Linked DNA regions of Sus scrofa: region 2 is linked to region 1. The links are chromatin contacts, called in public targeted proximity ligation maps. All regions are on one chromosome and are shown on one strand. The core of a region is the stretch at or near the end of the contact, and the rest is flanking DNA. Distances in the headings are between cores, read along the strand shown. Region 1 holds the start of RFX5 (DNA-binding protein RFX5). Region 2 holds the start of SELENBP1 (selenium-binding protein 1).

Region 1 (5,338 bases), core at 155-2,654:
CAGAGAACTTTCCTACCGATAGCCTCACTATCATTCTCCACCAACTGCATCTCTCTATTGCCCTCTTCCCCCAAATACTCACCAGGATTCCCTCTACTTTGTTCTGCACGGCCTTGCTGTGGAGAAGAAGAGAAAGCTGGAGGTCATACACAAAAATTTTCCCCATCCCTGGGTCTTTCTGCCAGGGAGAGGAAGAGGGCTGAAAAAACCAGCAGGTGCTCAAGAACTGCTATGATGATGAAGACGCTCCCCTGATGGGATACACTTGCTTGGGGAATGGCAGATTGTCGAGAGAGACAGTAAGTGCTTACAGGGGTGGATACCCAGGTCTGGAATGAGGTTTGGAGATGGTGATGAGTACTTACGAAATGGTACCTCGGAGCCTCTGAAGAAGGGTGGTGGGTTCCCCTGCCTCGGCACTACCTGAGGGGGCCCTTCCCCCTGTCTTTGGGCTTTTAGCATCAGGTTCATCTTCTGCCATCCTGGCATGAGGGCTAGAGGTGAGAGAAGACAGGACATGAAGATTTAACTTCCTTTCCCCTCATGGAGGCCCCAGGACCACTCCTCTCCTCTCTACCCAGAAAGAGAGACAAGCAGAAAAAAAAAAAGCCTCAGAATTGCTCCAGTGGTCTTTTTTTCTTCCCCACCACTTATCTTTTCCAAACGTTATAAATTCTTCCAGTACTTCTCCAGGCCCATCTATACCCCAAGAGATCTTTGCCATCTCCATTCTATCTGCCCCACCTTTCTGCAGTCTGCTAAAAGTGGAAAACCGTAAAGGAAGAGATGGGGGTTTGGGAATCACGTTAGAAATTTTCCTTTCTGCTTCTGACCCCGCTACTGCCATCCTTCCTTCCCCTCAAAAACAACCACCACAAGACAAAGTTCTTTAATTCTCTAATATAGTCCGCATCACTGAATCGGCCTGGGAGGTTAGAAAGGATACGAACATATTCTGCCTTCCAGGCTTGGAAAAAACTGGGCCCAAGTTCTCATTATTTAATCTCGCCACGGCTTCCCCCGCAGCTCCCCCTCCCCACGTCGCAGGCCCCTACGTCACCTCCCTCAACATCCCATCCTGATGCGCGCCCCCACTTCCCTCCCTTCCCCCTCTATTCAATCCCTCGTTGCAGCAAAGTGGGGGGGAGGGGGAGTTCAGGGCTGCGGAACTCCTGGGCTGGGCGTATGAACCCGGTAGGGAGAATGGGGTCCCAGACTCGGGGCACGTGCACATGGGTGAAGAAGCCGTTGAAAATACAGCCAAAATATTTTTCTGCGCTCCTCCCAACTCATATTGCCCCCTCCCTACCTTTCAACAGTCGCCTTCCAACACAAGCAACATTAAAGGTAAGGGAGAAAGAGAAACTACCTCGTAGCCACCTTCACTTCAGCCCAGCCCCACGGTCCTGGCCCAGCGGGCTCGTGCGTTGCTTTATTTTCTTTTTTCTGAATGGCTGGAACAGCCCCGATCTGCCTAGATACTCGTACTGCCCGCTCTATCATTGGTCGTTGCTGCCACCCGGAGACAGTAGGCGCCGGTCTCGTACCGGCGGCAGCTAAAGTCTGCCTGGTAACAGAATCCGATTGGTCAATAGGGGAGGGAAAATCCAAAGTTGGTCTTATTTGAGTCAAGAGGGGGAAGTCCGGGTTAGGTTTCGGTTAAAACTGGGGTCGGTTGGGACTGCCGGTCCCAAGAGGTTCTTCTCTTAAAGGGACCGCAGGACGAAAGACTGGGCGCTCGGCTTCTTTTGGAGCTTTCTTTTCTCGTGCCGTCTTTCAGTTTTGCTTTCGGTGATCGCAGCTACTGGAAGAAAAGACTCAATGGATGATAAAATCACTAGAAAATTATAGGAAGTAGTGATGGAAGTTCGATATGAGCTCACATTACCCACTTCTGATGAAAAACAAGTTGAACCATTGCCCCCACCACCCAACACAACCAAATAGACACAACAAACCTGCAAACACAGGCTCACATTACTCATTGATGGAGGCCTCCAAACCTCAGCAGCTGTACCACATTAAACTAAAGTGCCTTTAGTGTTCATAAGTTTCCCGTGTGTACTTTATTTTCTTCCAAAGAGTTGTTAATGCCTTTGCATCCCCACAGTTCTGCACTCAGTGAACACTGGAATTTTGACTGACTCCCCCAGAGGGTGCTGGATGCCCACAGGAACTGACCTTTTTCTCTTCAGAGAACATTGTTACTGAAAGGTCATGAGTTCTTAACCCTCTTAGTTAAGGCTTTTTAAGGCCAAGAGTCAAATAAATTCAAGGGACTCTCTGGCATGAAAAATGCAGGTACAGACCGAGTGGTGCATCTAAGGTCAGAAGTCACGGGGACTCCAGGTTAGCCACGCTGTGAATGGACAGTATTTTTTTTTTTTTTTTTTTTTTTTTTTTGCACAGCAGCTATGTTACACACAAAGCCATATTTGTGATCCTGACTTATACATTCTCCAGTCTCATCATCACTGTGCTTTTGTAAAGAGGCTGGCAATGTTGCCTGATCTCATTACCATGGCCCATTGGAGCCTCCATTTCCCTACTACCAGCTTCCTGGAGGGAACCCAGGGGATTGATTGCAGAGTTGGGGGAATGATTGCAGAGTTGCGGGAATGAGGATATACTGGAAAGAAGGTTTTCTAGTAACAGCTAAAATGTATTTGGTGGATACTGTGTGCCAGACACCATACCAAATATTAAAGACCTCATTTGGGGAGCTCCCATTGTGGCACAGCAGAAAGGAATCAGAATAGTATCTATGAGGATGTGGGTTTGATCCCTGGCCTCACTCAGTGGGTTAAGGATCTGGCATGGCAGTAAGCTGTGGGGTAGGCTAGTAGCTGTAGCTCCAATTCACCCCCTAGCCATGGGAACTTCCATATGTCTCAGGGGCAGTCCTAAAAAGCAAAAAAATAAAAATTAAAAATATAAAGACCTCATTTTGGAGTTCCCGTCGTGGCTCAGTGGTTAACAAATCTGACTAGGAACCATGAGGTTGCAGGTTCAATCCCTAGCCTTGCTCAGTGGGTTAAGGATCCGGTGTTGCCGTGAGCTGTGGTGTAGGTTGCAGACGCGGCTGGATCCCGCATTGCTATGGCTCTGGCGTAGGCCGGCAGCTACAGCTCCGATTGGACCCCTAGCCTGGGAACCTCCATATGCTGCAGGAGAGGCCCAAGAAAATGGCAAAAAGACAAAAAAAAAAAAAAAAAAAAAGACCTCATTTTGCAGCAAGAACTAGTATTGCCTCCATTTGATAGACAAGGAAACAGATTTGGAGAAGTGAAGGGATTTACTTGTCCAGAGTTACATTATACTAAGTGCTGGAATCAGGATCCAAAGCCAGGCAGTCTGCCTTCAGAGCCCATTCTCTCAAACGCTGCCCTAGACTGCCTATATACAGATTTGAAGATGCTCATATACAAATATGGGTAGAGACTGATGGAAAGATACCCCACTATTTGATATGAAAGGGATACATAGCCCTTTGGAGAAAGAATTTGGGGTAATTAGGCTGTCTTAGGAATTTGCGGGTGGCAGAGAATAACTGGAAGCTTTTAGCAAAGGGAGAAAAAGTAGTATAGGGAGGGAGATTATTTTGACAGCACTGCAAAAAGGCGAGGTTGAGTGGGCAGGCAGGAGAGGAGAGAGATGGGAAAAACAGACAACTAATTATTCACTGATGCCAGGTGTTGTGCTGAGAGCTGGGGACACAAAGCTGAATGAGTGAGTTCCTGATGTGGCGCAAGGAGATCAGCAGTAGTGCCTCTGGAGCAATGGGATTCAGGTTTGCTCCCCTGCCCAGCACAGTGGGTTAAGGATCCAGCCTTGCAGCAGCTGCAGCATAGGTCACTTGGATCTGATCCCTGGCCTGGGAACTGCATATACTGAGGGGCGGCCCCTAAAAAAGCTGAATGAGGTGTGATGGTCCTTGTCCTGAGAAGTAACAATAAAAATTGTCTGATAAGCATCATCGTAATAACAGCAAACATTTATATAGAGCTTAATCTGTGCTGGGGATTGTTCTAAGGGCCTTAACATATGTTACCTTTTTAATCTCATAGCAACTCTATCAGATGAGCTGAGGCATTGAGAGATTAATACTTTGTCCAATGCTACATAGTAAGTGATGGAGCCAGGACCTGAACTGAGCTGTCTGGATTCAGAATTTACTCTTAGGCACTATCATACATTACCCATTAATATTGAGAGGGAGTTCCAGTCTTTCTTTCCTCTTCTTCTTCTTCTTCTTTTTTTTTTTTTTTTTGATATTTTTAGGGCCGTACCCATAGCATATAGAAGTCCCAGGCTAGAGGTCTAATTGGAGCTTCAGCTAGAACCCAGCCACCATGTTGTGAGGAAGCCATGTGTAGGTCATAGCCCTAGCTGAGGTCTCAGGTGACAGACAACATCAGTCAGACTTATTTGATGACATCAGCAAATGATTCCAGCCTCTAGTCTTTAAGCTGCTCTAATTGATACAGAGGGAACAGAAATAAGTTGTTCCCATAGAGCCCTTTCAAAATTACAGATTTGTGAGCAAGAATAATGTTGTCATTGCCTTAAGACACTAAGTTTTGGGGTTGTTTGTTACACAGTGATAGATGACTGGAACGTAATGCATTTAAATTTCCAGATCAGTTCTAGAAACAGCTTGTCAAGTTTCATTTAAAAAAAAAAAAAAAAAGCCCTCACCCCTCTGAGGTAACATGCTCTGGAAAGTATTCTCCCACACCCATTTTCATGTTCTTTTTTTTTTTTTTCCTGCATATGCAGCAGCTTGATGTGGAGTCTCATTTCTCAGACCAGAGCCTGGACCTAGGCCACAGTGGTGAAAGTTCCAAATCCTAACGACTAGACCAACAGGGAACTCCCTTATTTCTGTGTTCTTACAAACACAAGTCCATCCACCTAAATAGGTTTTTGTTAAATTTATTCTTACAAATGGGGATTAAACTATATACATATCTGCAATTTACTCTTTTTACTTAACAAAATGTTGTACATATCCTTCTAAGTCAGCTAGTCAGGAAGCAGAAAGACTTCCCCAACTGCAACGTGTGGGAGGGCTAATCATGCTTAAAGGACCAACAGGGGGGTAGACCCTTCCTGGTGCTCTCAAATTTTTCATCATGGTGGACTGGGGCTATAGCTTTTCTGGGAGGAGGGTGGGGGGTTCCCTGAGCTCAGCAAACTCTCTAGAACTTTCCAGATGGTTCATAGGCCAACCTGTGGAGCTGGCCATGGTGCTGGCAGGAGAGCCTAGATGATGCACCAGACTCTTTACGCGGCAAGCTCAGCTTTGCTGTTTTTGCTCCTATGGCCTAATCCTGGG
Region 2 (5,557 bases), core at 21-2,520, 42 kb after region 1:
TACAGTTCAATAAATATTTTTAAATGGGGAGTTCCCGTCTCGGTGCAGTGGAAACGAATCTGACCAGGAACCATGAGGTTGTGGGTTTGATCCCTGGCCTCGCTCGGTGGGTTAAGGATCTGGCATTGCCGTGAGCTGTGGTGTAGGTTGCAGATGTGGCTCAGATCCTGAGTTTCTGTGGCTGTGGTGTAGGCCAGCAGCAACAGCTCCAATTGGACCCCTAACCTCCATATGCCAAGGGTATGGCCCCAAAAAGACAAAAAAAAATTTTTTTAATGGGACATTAAAAAAAAAAAAAAAAAAAAAAAAAAAGGAGTTCCTATCATGGCTCAGCAGTAACAAACCCGACTAGTATTCCTGAGGATGCAGGTTTGATCCCTGGCCTTGCTCAGTGCGTTAAGGATCTGGCGTTGCCATGAGCTGTGGTGGTACTGTGGTGTAGGTCGCAGATGCAGCTCAGATCCTGAGTTTCTGTGGCTCTGGTGTAGGCTAAAAGCTGCAGCTTGGATTCGATGCCTAGCCTGGGAACCTCCATATGCTGTGGATGTGGCCCTGAAAAAAAGACGAAAAAAAAAGGGGACCTAAGAGTGTGATGAGAAAACAACAATTTTGAGTTGCTACCTAGGCATTTTACAGTTTAACAACCCTGTCACACCAGAGTCTGGACATTTAGGTAAAGACCTAAGCTTAGGAGTCCCACTCCAAGTTCCTGTTTTGCTTTTCTTGGGGAACCTTTTAAAGTAACCACTTAGAGTGGAGCCCCAGAAAAGCTGGTGACCTCTGACCCTTGCTTGTTACCCTGCTTTCTTATTTCCTGCTTGCTTGTGACGGGGGGACAGAGAATTGGCTTTCCCCTGGCTCAATAGCATGGCCCTGTTCTCCCCATTTCCGGGATCTGTAAGTAATAAATCCTGTGACTCCCTTTGTGTGAGTGTACTGAAACTGTGCCTTCCATCAAAACTTCCCCAAAGTGTGAGCTTGGATGCTGAAGGAACTACCTGCCCGCACAATCTGGCTTGTGCTTCCTCGTTCAGCAGGTCAGAGTCTGCATAGTCCTAATATAATATAACAGCTATGGGACCCCCCAACACAAACAGGAAGAGAGGCAATAGAACTGCGTGTGTAAGTAGTTACCTTTTCTTCTGGGCAGTCCAGGGGTCAAGGTTTCAGGGCACGAGGGTGCTATGAATGAGATGGTCAGGCTGAGTGGTTCTGGGAGAGCGTGTGTTATGAATATCTGCATGCTCTTTTAACTTCAGGATTCTCGAATATGGTGAGTCTATGAGTGTGAATAAAAAAACACAATAAGGGGATATTCTAATCATGTCTATTTCAAACTGGTCATTGCTACTCTAAAAGCTTGTGTACATTTAATTTTTACCAGCCACTTTATTTTTATTTTAATTTTTTTCTTTTTGCCTTTTCTAGGACTGCTCCTGCAGCATATAAAGGTTCCCAGGCTAGGGGTCAAATCCGGCCTACACCAGAGCCACAGCAACACAGGATCCGAGCCACGTCTGTGACTTACACCCAAGCTCACGGCAATGCTGGATCCTTAACCCACTGAGCAAGGCCAGGGATCGAACCCACAACCTCATGGTTCCTAATTGGATTTGTTAACCACTGAGCCACGACGGGAACTCCAGCAGCTACTTTATTATCTTACAAATTCTTATAGTTTTTAGTTGATTAGGATTTCTAGAAGCACAATCATATTTGCAAGTAGAAGTAATTTTATCTCTTCTCTTTAAATATTTATGCCACTCTTTCCACTTTGTCTCATTCCTCCAATGGTAAACTCCACAAACGCAAGAATTTATTCACTGTTATTGACTGTTGAGCATAAAACAGCTAATAGCAAACATTCAATAAACATTTGTTGAATGAATAAATAAATCAGATAAAATCTTCAAAATAATGTTGAATATTTACGCTAATAGTGGATTTCTTTGCCTAGTTCTTCTATTTATTTATTTAAAAAATATTTATTTGGAGTTCCCCTCGTGGCTCAGCAGAAATGAATCTGACTAGTATTCCATGAGGGCGCAGATTTGATCTCTGGCCTCGCTCAGCGGGCTAAGGATCTGGCATTGCTGTGGCTGTGGCATAGGCCAGTAGCTACAGCTCCAATTGGACCCATAGTCTGGGAATCTCCACAAGTTGCGAGTGTAGCCCTAAAAAAATATATTTTTATTGAAGTACACTTGATTTACAATATTGCTTTAGTTCCAGATGTACAGTATAGTGAATCCTTTTCTAGTTCTTAATTTGAATATTTCAGCAGTTAACATGTTTATTGCTGGGTTTTGGCAAATAGATATTGTTGTGCTTATTATTTGATTATATTCCTATTTTGCATTGAGTTTTATTAGGAATGGCTGCTGATTTTCACAGTGCATTACTGATACAATGTTATGGACTTTCTCCCTCATTGTGTTGATGTAGTGAATTATGTTGAAAAATTAGTAAAAAGTATTAAAGTCCATGATCTGAAAAAAAAGATGAAATCGTAAGCTAAAGATCAAGAAATGACTATGGAAAGGTAAATCATATTTCTCTAAGGGGAAATTAATATAAAAATGTCAATCCAAGCGTTCCCTTGTGGCTCAGCAGGTTAATGATCTGGCGTTGTCACTGCTGTATCTTTGGTCACACTGTGGCATGGTTAGATCCCTGGCCCTGGAACTTCCACCTGCTGCAGGTATGGCCAAAAACAAATGTCAATCCCTCTCAAATTAGCAATTTTCCATTATTATTTTCCATTAAGAACCCCTATGGGGGGTTGTGGCCAAGATGCAGGAGGACCCTGAGCTTAACCTCCTCCCACGAGCACATCAAAACTGCAACCATTTACAGAGTGACTATCCATGAAAGTGACCTGAAGATTAGCAGAAAAGATCTACAGCTAAAAATACAAGGAAGGAACCATAATTGGACAGGTAGGAGGGGCAGAGGTGCAAATATAGTCAGGAGCCATACCCCCAGGGTGGACAACCCACAGACAGAAGGATAATTACAATTGCAGAGGTTTTCTCCAAGAAGTGATAAGTCTAGGTCCCATACTGGGCTCCCCAGGCCAGGGGTCCTGGCATCAAGATGATGAGCCCCCAAAATATCTGGCTTTCAAGGCCAGCAGGGCTTGCTTTTGGGAGAGCCAGATGGAAAGAGACTCCATTCTTAAGGTCACACACAAAATCCCTTGCTCTGAGACCCAGGGCAAAAGCAATGATTTGAGAGGGTCAGACCCACTTGCTGATCTTGGACAGCCTCTCAGAGAGGCAGGAAGCAACTGAAACTTAGCCTGGGGGCACAGATGCTGGCAGCAGCCACTTTTGGGAGTGCATCCCACCACAAGGACACTGGTGCTGGTAAGCTCCACTTTGGAATCTTCCCTCTAGCTTATTAGTGCCAGCCCTGGCCCTGCCCACCAGCTGGTTGCCACCAGTTGAATGCCCTAGACCAAGCAGTTAGCCAAATGGGGACAGAGTCCCACCTACCAGCAGGCTGGTTGCCTTAGGATTCCCCGAGCCCCCAGCTTTCCTGGAACTCCTGGGGCCCCTTGAAACTAGCCATCAGACCAAGCCCTGCCCACCAGCAGGCTGGCATTGGCCCTGGGACCTGGCCTTACCCACCAGTGGGCCATCACCAGCTCCAGGGCACCTCAGACTCTGCAGCCAGCCATGTCAGGAATTGCCCCATCCCACCAGCAGCCCAACAACAGTCCCTTGACTTCCCTGTGGACCACAGTCCTGCCCATCAGCAGACTGACACCAGCTCCAGGATGCCCAGCTCTGTAGCCAGTCACTTTGGGATCTGGCTCTACCCGCTTGTGGCCATCACCAGGCCTGGGACTCCTCTGGCCATGTAGCAAGCAGCAGCCAGGACCCAACCCTAACCACCGGTGGCTGGTAACCTCCACACAAGGCAGGGTCTAGCAACCAACCAAACCAGGGACCAGCCATGTCTACCAGCATATGCCAAGTAATCAGCCTTCACAACAGAAGGTCTTATGCAGCACACACAGAGGACGTAGAGGACATCCCTAAAGCAGATCATCCCTGGTGATCAGAGGGGAGTGTGCTGCTGGGCCCCACAGGACATTTCCTCAACAAGGCCACTTCTCCAAGACTGGGAAACATAACCTATCAAACACATAGAAAGGAAAACAGCAAATGAGGCAAAATGAGGCAATAGAGGAATATGTTCCAAATGAAGGAACATGATGGAGTTCCCGTTGTGGGGCAGTGGAAACGAATCCGACTAGGAACAATTAAATTGCTGGTGTGATCCCTGGGCTTGCTCAGTGGGTTAAGGATCTGGCATTGCTGTGAGCTGTGGTGTAGGTCACAGACGTGGCTTGGATCCCGCATTGCTGTGGCTCTGGCGTAGGCTGGCAGCAAAAGCTCTGACAAGGCCCCTAGCCTGGGAACCTCCATATACCATCAGTGCGGCCCTAAAAAGATGAAAAAGACATCAAACAAACAAACAAACACCCCAAAAAGGAGTTCCCATAGTGGCTCAATGGTTAATGAATCCGACTAGGAACCACGAAGCTGCAGGTTTGATTCCTGGCTTTGCTCAGTGGATTAAGGATCTGGCATTGCCGTGAGCTGTGGTGTAGGTCGCAGACACGGCTCAGATCCCGTGTTGTTGTGGCTCTGGTGTAGGCCGGCGGCTACAGCTCTGATTTGACCCATAGCCTGGGAACCTCCATATGCCATGGGAGTGGCCCAGGAAATGGCAAAAAGACAAAAAAAAAAAAAAAAACCCAACAAAAAACCAAAAAAAAAAAAAAAAATGAAGGAACAAGATAAAACCTCAGAAGAAGCATGAAGTGAAGGTGTGAAAAAGAGTTCAAAGTAATGACTGTAAAGATGTTCAAAGAATTCAGAACAAGACTGGATGAATACAGGGCGAAGCTAAAAATTTTCAACAAAGAGAAAATATAAAGAAAAATCAAACAAAGCTGAAGAACATAGTAACTGAAATAAAAATTACTCTAAAGGGAATCAACAGTATATTAAGTGATACAGAGGAACAGACCAGCAAACTGGAAGACAGAGTAGTGGAAATCACTCAAGCTGAACAAAAAAAAAAAAAAAAAGAAAAAAAAAAGGATTTTTAAAAATGGGAATGGTTTGAGAGACCTCAGGAAAAACATCAAGCATACCAACATTCACATTATAGGGGTCCCAGAAGGAGAAAAGAGAGAAAGGTGCAGAGAACATATTTTAAGACCTAATAGCTAGAAACCTTCTTAACTTGGGAAAGGAAACAGATACACAGGTCCAGGAATCAAAGAGAGTCCCAAACAAGATCAATCCAGAGAGGACCACACCAAGACACACTGGGTAATTAAAATATCAAAATTAAAGATAAAGATGGAATGTTTAAAACAGCAAGAGAAAAGCAACAAATAACATACCAGGAAACTCCCATAAGGCTATTAGCTGGCTTTTTAGCAGAAACTGCAAATCAGAAGGGAGTGGCATGACATAATCACAAGGGATGAAAGGGAAAAACTTACAACCACGAATACACTATTCAACAAGGCTCT

The links.
Region 2: a targeted proximity ligation map of alveolar macrophages shows a contact between it and region 1. A contact is called at or near these places in 9 of 47 Hi-C or Micro-C datasets (alveolar macrophages, brain, embryonic fibroblasts and 6 more) and 1 of 2 datasets of targeted methods (alveolar macrophages).

What each region holds. Positions count from the first base shown.
Region 1 is chr4:97,898,536-97,903,873 of Sscrofa11.1, reverse strand. It overlaps RFX5 (DNA-binding protein RFX5), which reads right to left and starts at 1,404. Exons shown (of 10, transcript XM_005663455.2): 1 at 1,310-1,404; 2 at 366-494; 3 at 83-116. The coding sequence starts at 481.
Region 2 is chr4:97,856,638-97,862,194 of Sscrofa11.1, reverse strand. It overlaps SELENBP1 (selenium-binding protein 1), which reads right to left and starts at 1,270. Exons shown (of 13, transcript XM_013997151.2): 1 at 1,135-1,270.